Linked DNA regions of Mus musculus: regions 2 and 3 are each linked to region 1. A link is a contact called in public HiChIP or PLAC-seq data. All regions are on one chromosome and are shown on one strand. Each heading gives the region's core, a stretch centred on a gene start, on an enhancer-like site or on the middle of the called end of the contact. The rest is flanking DNA. Distances are from core to core; before and after follow the strand shown.

Region 1 (4,089 bases), core at 78-2,577:
TAAACCGATCTTAAACCCTTTCGTGCACTGCGCTCCCGTGGCGGTTAGTGGTTTCTGATTTTAGCTCTTCCAGCTGTTTGCATGTGGGTCTGTTTCCAATTTTTTTTTTCCTTGGGACTAGCTAAAAGTCCCGGGAAGTTTTTTCTAGGCTATATGACTCCCGTGCGTGGGCGAAAGAAACAGGCGCTTGCTCTAATTCGGCTGCTGGGCAAGTGTAAAAGCCAACTGCCAGCTTTCAACGCGACTCCGAGAGGAAATTTACGCGCACACTAAGAAAAACAACACCCCTGGCCTTTTTTGTCCGTGTTTCTTTTTAAGGGAAAAGCGGTGTTCCAATACAACCTTAAGATTCTAGTTTTCCAAACGGGGCCCTACAATACATTCTAGGGTGAGCCTCCACGGGGGTATATGAAACCCCAGTACTCCAATTTGCATTTCTATTTCACCCCAGAGGACGCAGGCAGGTGGACTTCCAAGGCCAGGGCCATCGGGAGAGAGCGGTCAAGAAGCATTTTAAGCCAAGTTGAGCGTGGGCACAAGCTTTCATCCCCACGCAAGCAAAGAGAAGGTGCACGCGAGCGCGCGGCTCTCTTTAGCTCCTCTGGACAGATCCGGGTGGGCCCCCGCCCTGCTCCCCCATCCACTCCCCGGCGCCCCGTCTGGGAGCGCAGGGCGGGGCTGTCCACCCGGGCACCCGTTCCCGCGCGTCCCAGTCTGGAGCGGCCCCTGTCGCCCGCGCCTCGTAGCGGCGGGACACGCCCGAGCCGGGGAAGGGAGGCCGGCCGCTCTGCTTACCTGGACCAGCTCCTCCGAGGGCAGTCGCGGGCCAGCGGCTGGCGGCGGCGCAGGCGGGTGGTGGTGCGCGTGTTTCAGATCGTCTCCGGAGAAGAGCGCCGCGTCGCGGGCCGGGTTCGCAGCGCCCAGCACCGGCTTGAGCTGCGCGAACACGGGCTCGTCCTGCGCGGCCGGCGGCTGGGGCAGTGGTCCCAGGCGGGCGCTCATGGTCAGCACCCGCGTGGGCATGGACGGTCTGGGGATTACGGGAGCGGGACACGGAGCGATCGCGATCCCACCTCGCTCGGGCTGGCACGGGACGGCGGACTCGGCGGGGGGCCGCGGCGGGGGACCCCTGGGCCGGCAGCCAGACGCTCACGAAGGCGGGCACGGAGATCGGGGCTCCTGGGCTCGGCCACGCGTCACCGCCGAGGTCCTCGGGCAGCCACTTTCTCCCGCCCCGCCCCAGCGCTCGCTCACCCTCTCGCCGGAACCCGCTCCCGCCACCCCCAAGCTCCACCAGCAACCTAAGAGAGCGCGTACCTGCCCCGCGACTACTGACACTTGACGCCCGCCTCTATTTCACCCAACTCCGGGGAGGCAGGGCCAGCTCACCGGACTGGCAGCGTTGTGGCCAATGGCAAGGCCCCAGGGCCAGAGGGTAGCCAGTAGGAAAGAAGGCCCACGAGGTCCCGCCTCCGACGGGCCGACCGCACCCCTCGCGGGCCAGGAGCTTCGCGCGCAGGGCTGCGGCGCAGTTTGTACACAACTTCTCTGACAGATTGGGCCGGCGGAGCACGGGGCGGGCGGAGGGAAGGAGAGGAGCGGGTGGAATCTAGGAAGAGGGGGAAATCAGGGTGGAGACGCGGAGGGAGATCTCTCCGAACTGTTCTCTGCCAGGATTAGGGCGAAAAAAAAGTATTGCACGTCTTAGGTGTTGTGCAAGGACCTGAAACTCGAAAACCGAAGACAGAAGGCAGCTAGGTGGGGGGAGCTGAGGTTTCCAGTCTTAACCAATGAGTGTATTTTTTTTTTTAAGTATACAAAATGTACTTTAGAGGAAAACAAGGGGCGGTGCGAAAACAAACGTAAAACAGCCCTCCTTTCTGTGTTTTCAGCCGTAGATCTATCTATCTTTTCGCAGATTCCTTGTGGCCTGAATAAAATCTGTAAATGTCAAGCATTTTTTTTCAAGTCCTTGCATACCAACCTGGGCACATTTTCCCCTACAGTATTTAAGGAGCTACAAGTTTTCACAGACATGTCTACTCTCCTTCGCCGAATGTGGGGAAAAGGTGGGGTGGGCCATATGAATTATGAAGTTTTTAATATTTAAACCATGTTGATTCTAGCCCGAGCATGGAATCTAATTTGAGAACTAACAGCCAGCTCAACCGGGTATTTAAATAGACATTACATCTTTGGCTTATTTTTGCTAGCACTGTAGTGTTCGGAGGGGCGGGGAATGGAGTTTTAATATATTCAGAAGTATGGGTCCCATCTACCTAATACAGTGTCACCTTTTCCTACGAAACGGGAACCAAAGAAGGCACAAACATTCACAGACATTCAACAGCCCTGAAAACTGGGTATCCAAACTGGTAGGAAAGCAACAGTCAACTATATTACTACCTTTTTACTGCGTTGTTTTAATGGAAGGTGAGTGGTTTGGTTTGGTTTTGTTCTTAATTTTTGCCAGTAATCACACCAAAGGAAACGCCTTTCCTTAATCCTCAATGTTCTTGTCTATGATTTTATCTGGCTTATTGAGAAGCTGAAACAATAAACTGCGACTTAAAAAGACGCCTGTAATATTGCTATCTATTTACGTCTGTTGGCAGCACACTATACTATAATACCTACCTAGAGCACACTCGCTCCTTTACAGTGAAGCATCTTTTTAAAAAGTTCTTAGGAAAAAAAAAAAGTGCACCTGAAAGAGTGTATCACAGGTATAAGTCTCATTTCCAATGAAATTTCCAAAGTCTCACGTGTCGTTTATTTATTTATTTATTTATTTATTTATTTATTTATTTATTTATTTATTGTAGCAAAGATAAAATCATATTGTGAACTCAGTTTCTTTTCTCCCTTTTCCTTCCTGTCAGCAATGATCCATCTTTACAGTTGTGGTTGCCACTTTCAGAGGATGGGTGATGACAACTTTCATGATACCAGGGTGTTATTTAATAAGTGTGTGTGTACTGACGTTTTACGTCGACAACCCCATGTTGCCAACCTTCATCTTTAAAAACTTGGCCTCATTTTTCTCTGTTATTAAAGCCAATCACGTGCTCAAATAACTCTGAGACGGGTCATAGAATTGTTGTCAGATTTTAACTTTTTAAAAAGGGGTCATTTTTTTAGAAGACCTCTGGGTACTTAATGCTGATAGTATAACCAAACCAAGTGTGGAGTGTTGATAGCTCTTAACAGGATGGTTCCTTCCTTTAACTCTTTGAATTTCTCTTTATTCTGATTGGCTTTTAAGCCTCTCTAAACCAGAGCGTCAGTGGGGCATGCCATTTTACTGCAATAAGACCCGTTTATTTTAATGGAAATCTTTCTAACTTACACAATAGCTTTTCAATATGCTTCTCTTACAAACATTTCACTGCAGCCAATTGAGACCCCACCAAGCTGCGTGACAAACACTGAAGAACGTATTTTTATTACCTTGTCACTCTTTTATTATTTTCCTATCTTTTAAAGAATGTGTATGTGAACCTGCCTGGGCCTGGTTCACATAGCTGATCCATTTCCAGTTTTAAAAATACTTGAATATCTACTTTTTGCTGGGGGTGGCGGCATTTATTTACATGTAATTTCTGGCATAGAGATGGGGCAATGGGGCCACTGCTTTTAAGTAAGTAATAGTTTCTCTGAAGCTCCTCAGACTGACAGAAAACAACCAGCTGAGCTGTGTGTGATCGTAGGGAAGCTGGGCTGCAATCCTCTTTCTGAGGTGTGTACCATTGCTGTCCTAAGCACACAGAGACCATGTTTAACCAAGACAAACACCGCTGTTGACAACGTGTCCACACGACTTCCAAAAAAGGGTTAAAACTCGATAAATATTTTTCAGATTTTTCCAGGTTCTACTCTGGCGTGCAGCCAGCCAGTGTGAATGGACAGAGCCTCAATGACTTTGAACTTTCTAGTTCTTTGCATTCCTCCCAGCTGAGTAGTCCTGTACCATTAGGGAAGATGGGAGAAAACAAAAAACAACAACAACAAAAGACAAATGTCAGGTTTCAGAAATCAATTAGTGGCCTGGCAGTAGTTGTGTTTGAACTGAAGTGTGCCAAAACGGTG
Region 2 (4,176 bases), core at 283-2,782, 56 kb before region 1:
CTTCGATCTTTCCTCCTCTTCTTCCATGATGACGGTGATCCCTGAGCCACAGAGGTAGAAGTTGTGTTGTTGTATCAGCTGAGCCTGGGCGCCACAGATCTTCATTTTGATTAAGTTGTGGTTTTCTGTAATGGCCTAGGTTGCAAGGAGAAATTTCTTTGATGAGGGGCAGTCATAAAGTTTTTTAAAAATAAGTTTTCTATAAAATAATTGGCTGTGTGACTTTTAATTGACTCACTATTTTGTCCTTACTGTTTGCCGTACACGCATTTCCTAGGTGTAGAACAATGTTCCAGAGTCATACAGAGCTAGGCATAAATTAAAAGTTTTGAGTTTGGGTGGGGTTTTGGTTGGTTGGTTGGTTGTCTTTCTATGTGGCCCTGGCTGCTGGAACTCACTCTATAGACCTGGGTGGTACCAGGCTCACAGAGCTCCTCAACCTCCTACCTCCCAAGTGCTGGGATAAGAGTTATTGTGTTTAGTCCTGACTGTCAAGGAACTTTGTAGACCTAGCTGGCCTTGAACTCAGAGATCTGCCTACCTTGCCTCCCGAGGGAGGGCTGTGATTAAAGGAGTAACCCTGAAATTAAAATATTTAAAGACAAGCAATTTATAAAAGCTGGGTGTGGTGGCATAGCGTGAGCACCAAGGAGACCCAGGCTGGTAGGCAGGTTTATGATGCAAATTCAGGCCAGGGTTGCTGTGTGAGACTCAGTCTCAAAACAGAATTTAAAAAAAAAAAGTAAACAAACAAACAAAACAAAACAAAAAATCCCAGAAGCACTGGTTTGTTCCCATAACCCTATCTTCAAACCAGTGACTTCAAAGAGGAAGCCAAGGTTTCCTGGCACTTGAATTTAGCAATCTTAGCACTCAGTCTCCTGTAAATCTTTTCAAGTTCAAGGACAGCCAAGGATGTACAGTGACGTTTCATGTCAAAAAAGAAAGGGAAACGCAGTATTGCAGGAAGCCAGGTTAAACCCTTAACCATCTTTTCCAAGTAACTCTTAGAAATAAAATTTTATCTTCGTTCTAATGGCGTCTGAATAATCTATAACTCCAGCCTTCCCTTACTGCAGCCTGAGAAGGAAGCCCACACAAGAGGAAAGCAAGCCAGGAAAATGGCAGAAATAGGAGGACTTAGAGCCATCCCAAAGTCTCAAAGCTGGAACTGATTGGGCTGTGTTTTGATTCTTCCCACGCAGAGCTTACTGGTAGAGAAGAGCTGCTGATACCTGAGGGTGGGCGAAGATGGAACAGAAATAGATGAGGTGTCTTGATAGGTTCCTGGAAGGCAGATGACGAAAGAAGGGCGTGATAGATCCACCCCAAAGGTGACCACCTCAAGGCTTGAAGAAGCTGTTTTCAAGTTGTAGCTATGGTGGGGCCCAGCCCACACGCAGGGGTAGGAAAATGAATGGGAAGTGAACATTGGGCTGCTGTTGCTCTTTGGCAAAGCTAGATTATTGTGCCAAGAGGAATGAGAGGCCATAGCTATAGGAGAGTACAGAGCGTAGGTATTGCTTCTGAGGATGAGAGCTAGTGAGCTGGCAGGTGTCCAAGTTTCTTGCGGTCATCACCTTGTCCTGCCCCCTAATCCATAGGGAATCTCAATGGAGAAAGTTTTGCAGTTCAACTCCAGGACTTTCTGCAAATGGGAGAAGAGTCGAGAAGAAAACCTCGGGACTGGGGACTGGAGATATGGCTCAGTGGTTAAGAGCACCCTCTGCTTTTCCAGAGGTCCTGAGTTCAATTCCCAGCAACCACATGGTGGTTCACAACCATCTGTAATGACATCTGATGCCCTCTTCTGGTATGTCTGAAGACAGTGACAGTGTACTCACATATATAAAATAAATAAATCCTTGAAGAAGAAGGAGAAGACCTCAACCTGGCACCTGCTGACATTTGCAGTTAATACACAAGACCTGGAGAAGCCTGAGGCTCTTCAGTAGGGGAAATGGAAGCACTTACTGAAACTGGGCCAAGAGGTTCATTGTGATGGTAATTTGGGGAAGTAGACCGAAACTCAGGAGAGAAGAATGATTTAAACCAAAAGGTTTAGCACAGTGCTCCTGAATGCTCTCTTTTGCAGGTTTTGGAGGTATAGCACTGACCCAGCATAGATGGACAAGACTCCGGGGTCAACCCCTAAGCCCATAAAAATAAAAATAAATAAAAAAAACTTCTCAGCACTGATGAGAAAAAGAACCAGGCAAGACGATCAAATTACAGAACACGATGTGTGATTCGTTCCCTCATAAAATTTAAAATGGGTGAAATTATTTGTATTTATCAAGAACAAAAGGGCTGAGAATGTCTGATGTGACATTTCAAAAGAAGACAAATTCATGTGTGTCACACACTGCTTTGTAAGGTGGAATTTTACAAGAAGAACATGTTCTCTTTTGCATGAGAAATTAAGTGCATGGAGAAAAAAAAAAAACGTGGCAGTTAAAAAAGCAGGAACTAAATCTGTACCAACCGGCATTTTTTCCTAACCAGGTAAAAGGGGGTGCTCACAGCAGTGAGTAATTTTAATGACCAAAGCCCACATTATGGGATTAATAGCAGACAGAACTATAATCTAGTTTATAGTTATACTAGATTATATAGTTTACTAGATTATAGTTTTGTCTGCTGTTTCTTGGAACATTTTGGACTTGATTAATTGTTTGGATATATGTAAAACTATTCAAACTGAGTTTACCTAAAGTAACTTTACAGTCACCATCTGGCTAAACAGCATGCTGTATTTATTATTATTGTTACTATTATTATTATTATTAATTTTAAATTTTGAGATTGTAATGTAGTTACAGTTACATTGTTTCTCTCTTGAAACCCTCCCATACACCCCTCCTTGCTCTCTTTTCAAATGCATGGCCTCCTTTTTCACTAAGTGTTCTATGCATATACATTTGCATTTCTAAACACAACAGTAAAGCCTGCTCATTTACTTGTAGGTATGGTTAGGGTCTGATTGTTTGGTATAGAAACAGACTGCCTGCCGTTGCAGGAGTCCCAGCCAGCCATCCAGGTACATACATGTATGAAGAACACACTGAGGTGCTGCACGAGGAAGGCAGGACCAGACCAGCCTGGCTGTGATGGCATGTTGTGGGGCACTGTCCATCCGCTCAGCTGAAGTCTCTGGTAATTTGGTCATTCACCTCAGAAGCTGGGGGGGGGGGAGCTCTCGGGGTGGGGGGTGTTGTAAGCCACATGAATCAGAGTAAGACTCTCCTTGGCTCAATGAAAAGATATTGACGGATTCAATAACAGGAACCTGGCAAATGTCTGCCGACTGAAACCCAGAGGACCCATGCTAAATCACCTCTGCACCTTCTCTAGAAACACAAAAGCATTTTGAGAACATTCCATGTGTTTACCCTTCTAAGCCATCTTTTCTGTATTCTTTGGCAATTCCATACATGTATGGAATATATCCTAGTCTTGTCTTACCCTACCCAACTCTTCTCAAGCCCCTCCAACCCCCTGCTCACATCCATGGTTCAATGTTCCATGTTCTCTCTCTCTCTCTCTTTCTCTCTCTCTCTCTCTCTCTCTCTCTCTGTGTGTGTGTGTGTGTGTGTGTGTGTGTGTGTGTGTGTGTGTGTGTGTGTGAGAGAGAGAGAGAGAGAGAGACTCCAGTTAACGAATCCTACTGAGTCCAGTTAATGCTGCCTTCTTGAATGTTGGCTGGTGCTCCCTAGATCTGGTGCCAGGAGCCACAGGCTCAGTGGATCATGAGTATAATGGTAATTACTCCCAGAAGACAGCTTTTCACGATACCCTACACACACAGGAGCATTTTAGCAACTCTTTTTATTTCTATGTAACTAAACCATGTCATTTCAAATATGTTCTATGGTTTAAAAACACAGATAATTAAACCAGGCAGTAGATAACACATCTTTATTTCCAGCACTTGGGAGGCAGAGGCAGGCATATCTCTGTCCATTTAAGGCCACCCTGGTGTACAGAATGGGTTCTAGGACAACCAAAGCTACACACACACACACACCCTGACTCAAAAATAAAATAAATCACTTCTGGGCCTTTTGGCTAAGATCAAGTATAGTATCTGTTCTTATCAGTTTAATGTCTGACACGTCCTCTATCCGAGGACAATATATTAAATGGATTTTTGGAGTTAGGAAAAATAAAATAAAA
Region 3 (3,956 bases), core at 304-2,803, 53 kb after region 1:
CTGCTAGCATAAAAATGTGGGATTACACTGTATTCAATCTCAGTTATCACCCAAAGATGTGCATGTGGGGCCTTCCATGGGTGAACTGTTTTCTTCTGATTATGTGTGTATCACCTAAGCTGGCCTTGAACTTGTGATCAGGCACCCCTGCTGCAATGACAGGTGTGTATCATCATGTCTGCTATTGGGAAATGTCTGCCTTTGCTCACATATTAATTATAATTTATGCTACCTTGTACTTCATTAGGATTGAACACATGATTTCTTATCTACCTAGCATCTTATTCTCATTTGTTACTACCAAAATGTGAACAAGTGCCAAGTGAGTAACGGTAGCTTTGATAGGTTGATCTGACTCATGAAATGACGAAGTCTTCATTTCCAGATAGTTCAGCTAGTGATGTGCTATTACTAGTACACTAGTGAAGCTTGAACTTCTAGAAAATTCTATTAGAGTTGATTATAAGTTTCTAATCTATTACCAACTTTTGATTAGCATGAAGTGATTAGTATAATATGAACCATGGGTTAACAGGTGTGCCCATGGTCTGTTTGTATATGGGTTAGATACCAAATTAGATATTTTAAGAGAAATAAACAATATAAAGAAATATAAATGCAATATACTAGAGAATGGGTGTGGCTCACAGAGGCAAATTATTCACTGATGGACCCTCTAAAAACTTTTCTAACTCTGAACAGACCATGAATAACATTTTTGGGCATAATGATTCAGATATACAAGTAGCTATTCTTTATTTTCCATCTTTAGATAAACAGTGGAATCTCTTTTATTCTACCATCCTAACAGTTTTTGGCCCTTCAACCCATACAATGGTGCTATGTGCAACTAAGTTTGATATGCCTCCTTCAGTTATTAACACAATTAACCTTTTAAGCAAGAAGAATCCCTGGACCCTGCCCAAAGAGAGGTTTCTGAGATCCACCGCTCCTGGCGCCTGAGTGCTGGGATTAAAGGCGTGTGCCATCATTGCCTGGCAGGGAGGCCTTATTTTAAATTCACCACTCACATAAGTTCTTTCAGATGAAGCCAATTTCCATTTATTTATGTATGTAGCATTACTGAGACATACTTAATGATTATCTTTTATTACTGTGAACATTGCCTTAATTATTATGTACTTGTGCTTGCTTAAGCTAATTATATTTATAATTTTATAGAGAAACAGTACAAATTAATAAAAATACTTTAATTGGTACAATGTTAACAGGTCCCCAAGTAAACTACTCCACATTCTGTAAGGCAACCAGAGAGCTGCTGTAGAAACAGACCAGATTAACTGGGGCTACCAGAAGTAACTCATTAGTCCCAGGGGGGGTTGGAGACGATCAACTGATAAGACAAAAACCTTTGTGTCATCCAGATGTAGCCAGCTAAGGCATTAATCTGTAACTCAGGGATTCTAACACAGTGAGAAAGTTTGTTAAAATGAGAAGGAAGAGTGACTGATAAAAGCAGACAAAGTAAGCCTGCTGGATTACTGCTGGCATCCAGAAAAAGAGCTGGAGATTAAGGCTCTATTAGTGTTTAACCAGCACAACTTCTAAGGAAGGGAAGACTGTGCTCAGTAGACATAATGAGTCTGTTTGCCAACGCTACAGGCTAGGACGCAATTACGGGTTTCTAAGGCTTCACAGGTAGAGCCCAACTTCAAGGAGTTCCAGTTGGTCTGGGTTTATACGGACAGAACACGAGACTGTCTGGGATCATTTGTCCCTTATTCCCTCATCCCAAGCTCACTCAGAAATCTATTTCAAAGGGCTTAAGACTAAACTATATATGGAAGAGCCTAGAGTAGTATTTCTAACTTTAGAAATAAAAATTAAGTCGTTCTTTTTTTTCAGGTAGGTTCTATCATTGTATAGTCCAGGCTGGACTGAAACTCACTATGTAATTCATGCTGGCCTCAAACTTAAGGCTAGTCTCCTGCCTCAGCCTCCCGCATGCTGAGAACACAGGTGAGAGCTACCACGCCCAGCTGAGCTGCGGGTTTCTGAGTGAGAGACTCCCATGGGTGTCGCTAGCTGCACAGGCGCTGCTGACTCTGTTGCAGATGCCTCACTTCCCAGAGTTTAGTTCCCTACTAAGTAAAGAACGCTGTTTTAGGAGCTTCTGGGACAACCAAACTGGAGAGATAAAGAACTGATTTCTTCCCCGACAGCAAGTGTGTGCTGACGCAGTGGATGTGCAAAGAATGTACAGAAGGTGTCTTGAGACAAAGGGCCATGGTGACGTCAGAGGCAGGAAGGAGCCATGAGCATGCTCAATGGATTTGGGGGGGGGGTGGCGCACAGTGGCCACGGCTGCTGACCTCCCCCAGCTGCCCCTTAAGGAGAGTGCTCAGATGACTTGCTGTTCTCCTTGACCCACATTTCTGCGACATGGACCCTTATAGTAGGGCTCATTTGTCTGCTGCAGACTGAAGGTCTCCGTCATCGTCAATGGGAAGCTAAAGCTTGGGGGTAGCATGCATCTGTAAGCCCAGCATCTGCAGGCAGACAGGCATGGGGCTGGAGGCCAGTCCAGCAAAGCCTATCTATGCGACCTTTCTCAACAGTGGAATCCTTACCACACACAATTGAAAGGAGATTCAGGCCCTAGCACAGGAGGAAAACGGAGCTTAGATTACATAATCACAAAATAGCTTCCATACCACTGATCTTGAGAGGCCAGGTCTGAGTGTGTAAGGAGAAGGCTGGGGTCACAACTCCTGTGCTCAACTCGTTTTTATAAGCATCTAGAGGACTTAATTTTCTTTTTAAAGTTCAAGGGCTCACTGAACTGGAATATCAACTTGCTATCCTTTTTTTTTTTTCCTTTTTTAAAATGGTGTTCTTTTTTTTTTTTTTTTAAAGATTTATTTATTATTATATGTAAGTACACTGTAGCTGTCTTCAGACACACCAGAAGAGGGAGTCAGATCTTGTTACGGATGGTTGTGAGCCACCATGTGGTTGCTGGGATTTGAACTCTGGACCTTTGGAAGAGCAGTCGGGTGCTCTTACCCACTGAGCCATCTCACCAGCCCCCTTTTTTTTCCTTTTTTTAAAGATTAATTTTATGAATGTGAGTACACTGTTGCTGTCTTCAGACACACCAGAATAGGGCATCTGATCTCATTACAGATGGTTGTGAGCCACCATGTGGTTGCTGGTATTTGAACTCAGGACCTCTGGAAGAGCAGTTGGTGCTCTTACCTGCTGAGCCATCTCTCCAGCCCCTTGGGCAACCATCTTGAAGTAATTGCCCTGTCTGTTGCCTTTTGACTTCTTTTTGTATTATTTGCTGAGACACATAAATTTCAATATTTCCTAAAGTGCTTTCTATACATGTCTCCATCCCTTTCTTCAAGTCAGGGCTTTTACTCCATACTTCAGGCTGGCCTCCAGTTCACTCTGTGGATAAGGCTGGCCTTGAGTTCCTGAGTGACCTTATTCTGCCTGCCACATCTGGGAAGACAGGTGTACTCTCCAGCGTCCCTTTTGTTTTTTGGCTATCCAACCCCTTTAAATTTTATTTTAAAAATTATCTTCATCAAAGTTGAGTCACTGGTTTAGAACCTACAATTCCCCTGCGCAAGCCTCCCAAGTGTCTGAGAAGGCAAGCACGTACTGGTTAGCATGGGCTGTTCTTATTCTGTAGGAGAGACTCAGAAGACAACATTTTATAATCAACAGGAGCAGTGCTATTTTCTATTCTTTTTACTGTTATGCAAATTAAAATGATTCTCTGGGAAGGCCACTCATTGGGTAAAGTGCTTGTCTGTCTGTCTGTCTGTCTGTCTGTCTGTCTCTCTCACACACTCACACACACACGCACACGCACACGATGACCTGAGTTTGGACTCCTAGCATCCACTACAGTTGGATGCAGTGGTACAAGTCTAGAAGCTCAGAGTCTTGGCATGAGATGGAAGGTGGAGACTGAAAAACCC

The links. HiChIP or PLAC-seq counts read pairs in DNA pulled down with a chosen protein or histone mark.
Region 2: a contact with region 1 is called in an H3K27ac HiChIP or PLAC-seq map of embryonic stem cells, with 17 read pairs. The contact joins the enhancer-like site here to the promoter of Klf5 in region 1. A contact is called at or near these places in 3 of 39 promoter capture datasets (embryonic stem cells, frontonasal cranial neural crest and maxillary cranial neural crest), 17 of 484 Hi-C or Micro-C datasets (the N1E-115 cell line, embryonic stem cells and pancreatic cancer cells), 9 of 115 datasets of contacts at active chromatin or transcription factors (embryonic stem cells and pancreatic cancer cells) and 3 of 9 other capture datasets (adipose tissue, liver and pancreatic islet).
Region 3: a contact with region 1 is called in an H3K27ac HiChIP or PLAC-seq map of extraembryonic endoderm stem cells. The contact joins the enhancer-like site here to the promoter of Klf5 in region 1. A contact is called at or near these places in 4 of 39 promoter capture datasets (the 3T3-L1 cell line, 3T3-L1-derived adipocytes and neutrophils), 9 of 484 Hi-C or Micro-C datasets (the C2C12 cell line, colon epithelium, cortical neurons and 4 more), 7 of 115 datasets of contacts at active chromatin or transcription factors (embryonic stem cells, extraembryonic endoderm stem cells, intestinal crypt epithelium and 2 more) and 3 of 9 other capture datasets (adipose tissue, embryonic stem cells and liver).

The regions. Positions count from the first base shown.
Region 1 is chr14:99,295,929-99,300,017 of GRCm38.p6, reverse strand. Klf5 (Kruppel-like factor 5) reads right to left here and starts at 1,327. Exons shown (of 4, transcript NM_009769.4): 1 at 796-1,327. The coding sequence starts at 1,023.
Region 2 is chr14:99,352,042-99,356,217 of GRCm38.p6, reverse strand. It overlaps the pseudogene Gm22984. Among named protein-coding and RNA genes, the nearest start is that of Klf5, 55 kb to the right of the region's middle. Within about 2 kb of position 1,532, at least 10 of the 459 cell types and tissues checked have an H3K27ac peak or open chromatin away from gene starts, as enhancers often do. A contact at or near this core is called in embryonic stem cells, where this site is marked.
Region 3 is chr14:99,243,433-99,247,388 of GRCm38.p6, reverse strand. The region is part of intron 17 of Pibf1 (progesterone immunomodulatory binding factor 1); the gene reads right to left. Among named protein-coding and RNA genes, the nearest start is that of Klf5, 53 kb to the left of the region's middle. Within about 2 kb of position 1,553, at least 10 of the 459 cell types and tissues checked have an H3K27ac peak or open chromatin away from gene starts, as enhancers often do. A contact at or near this core is called in extraembryonic endoderm stem cells, where this site is marked.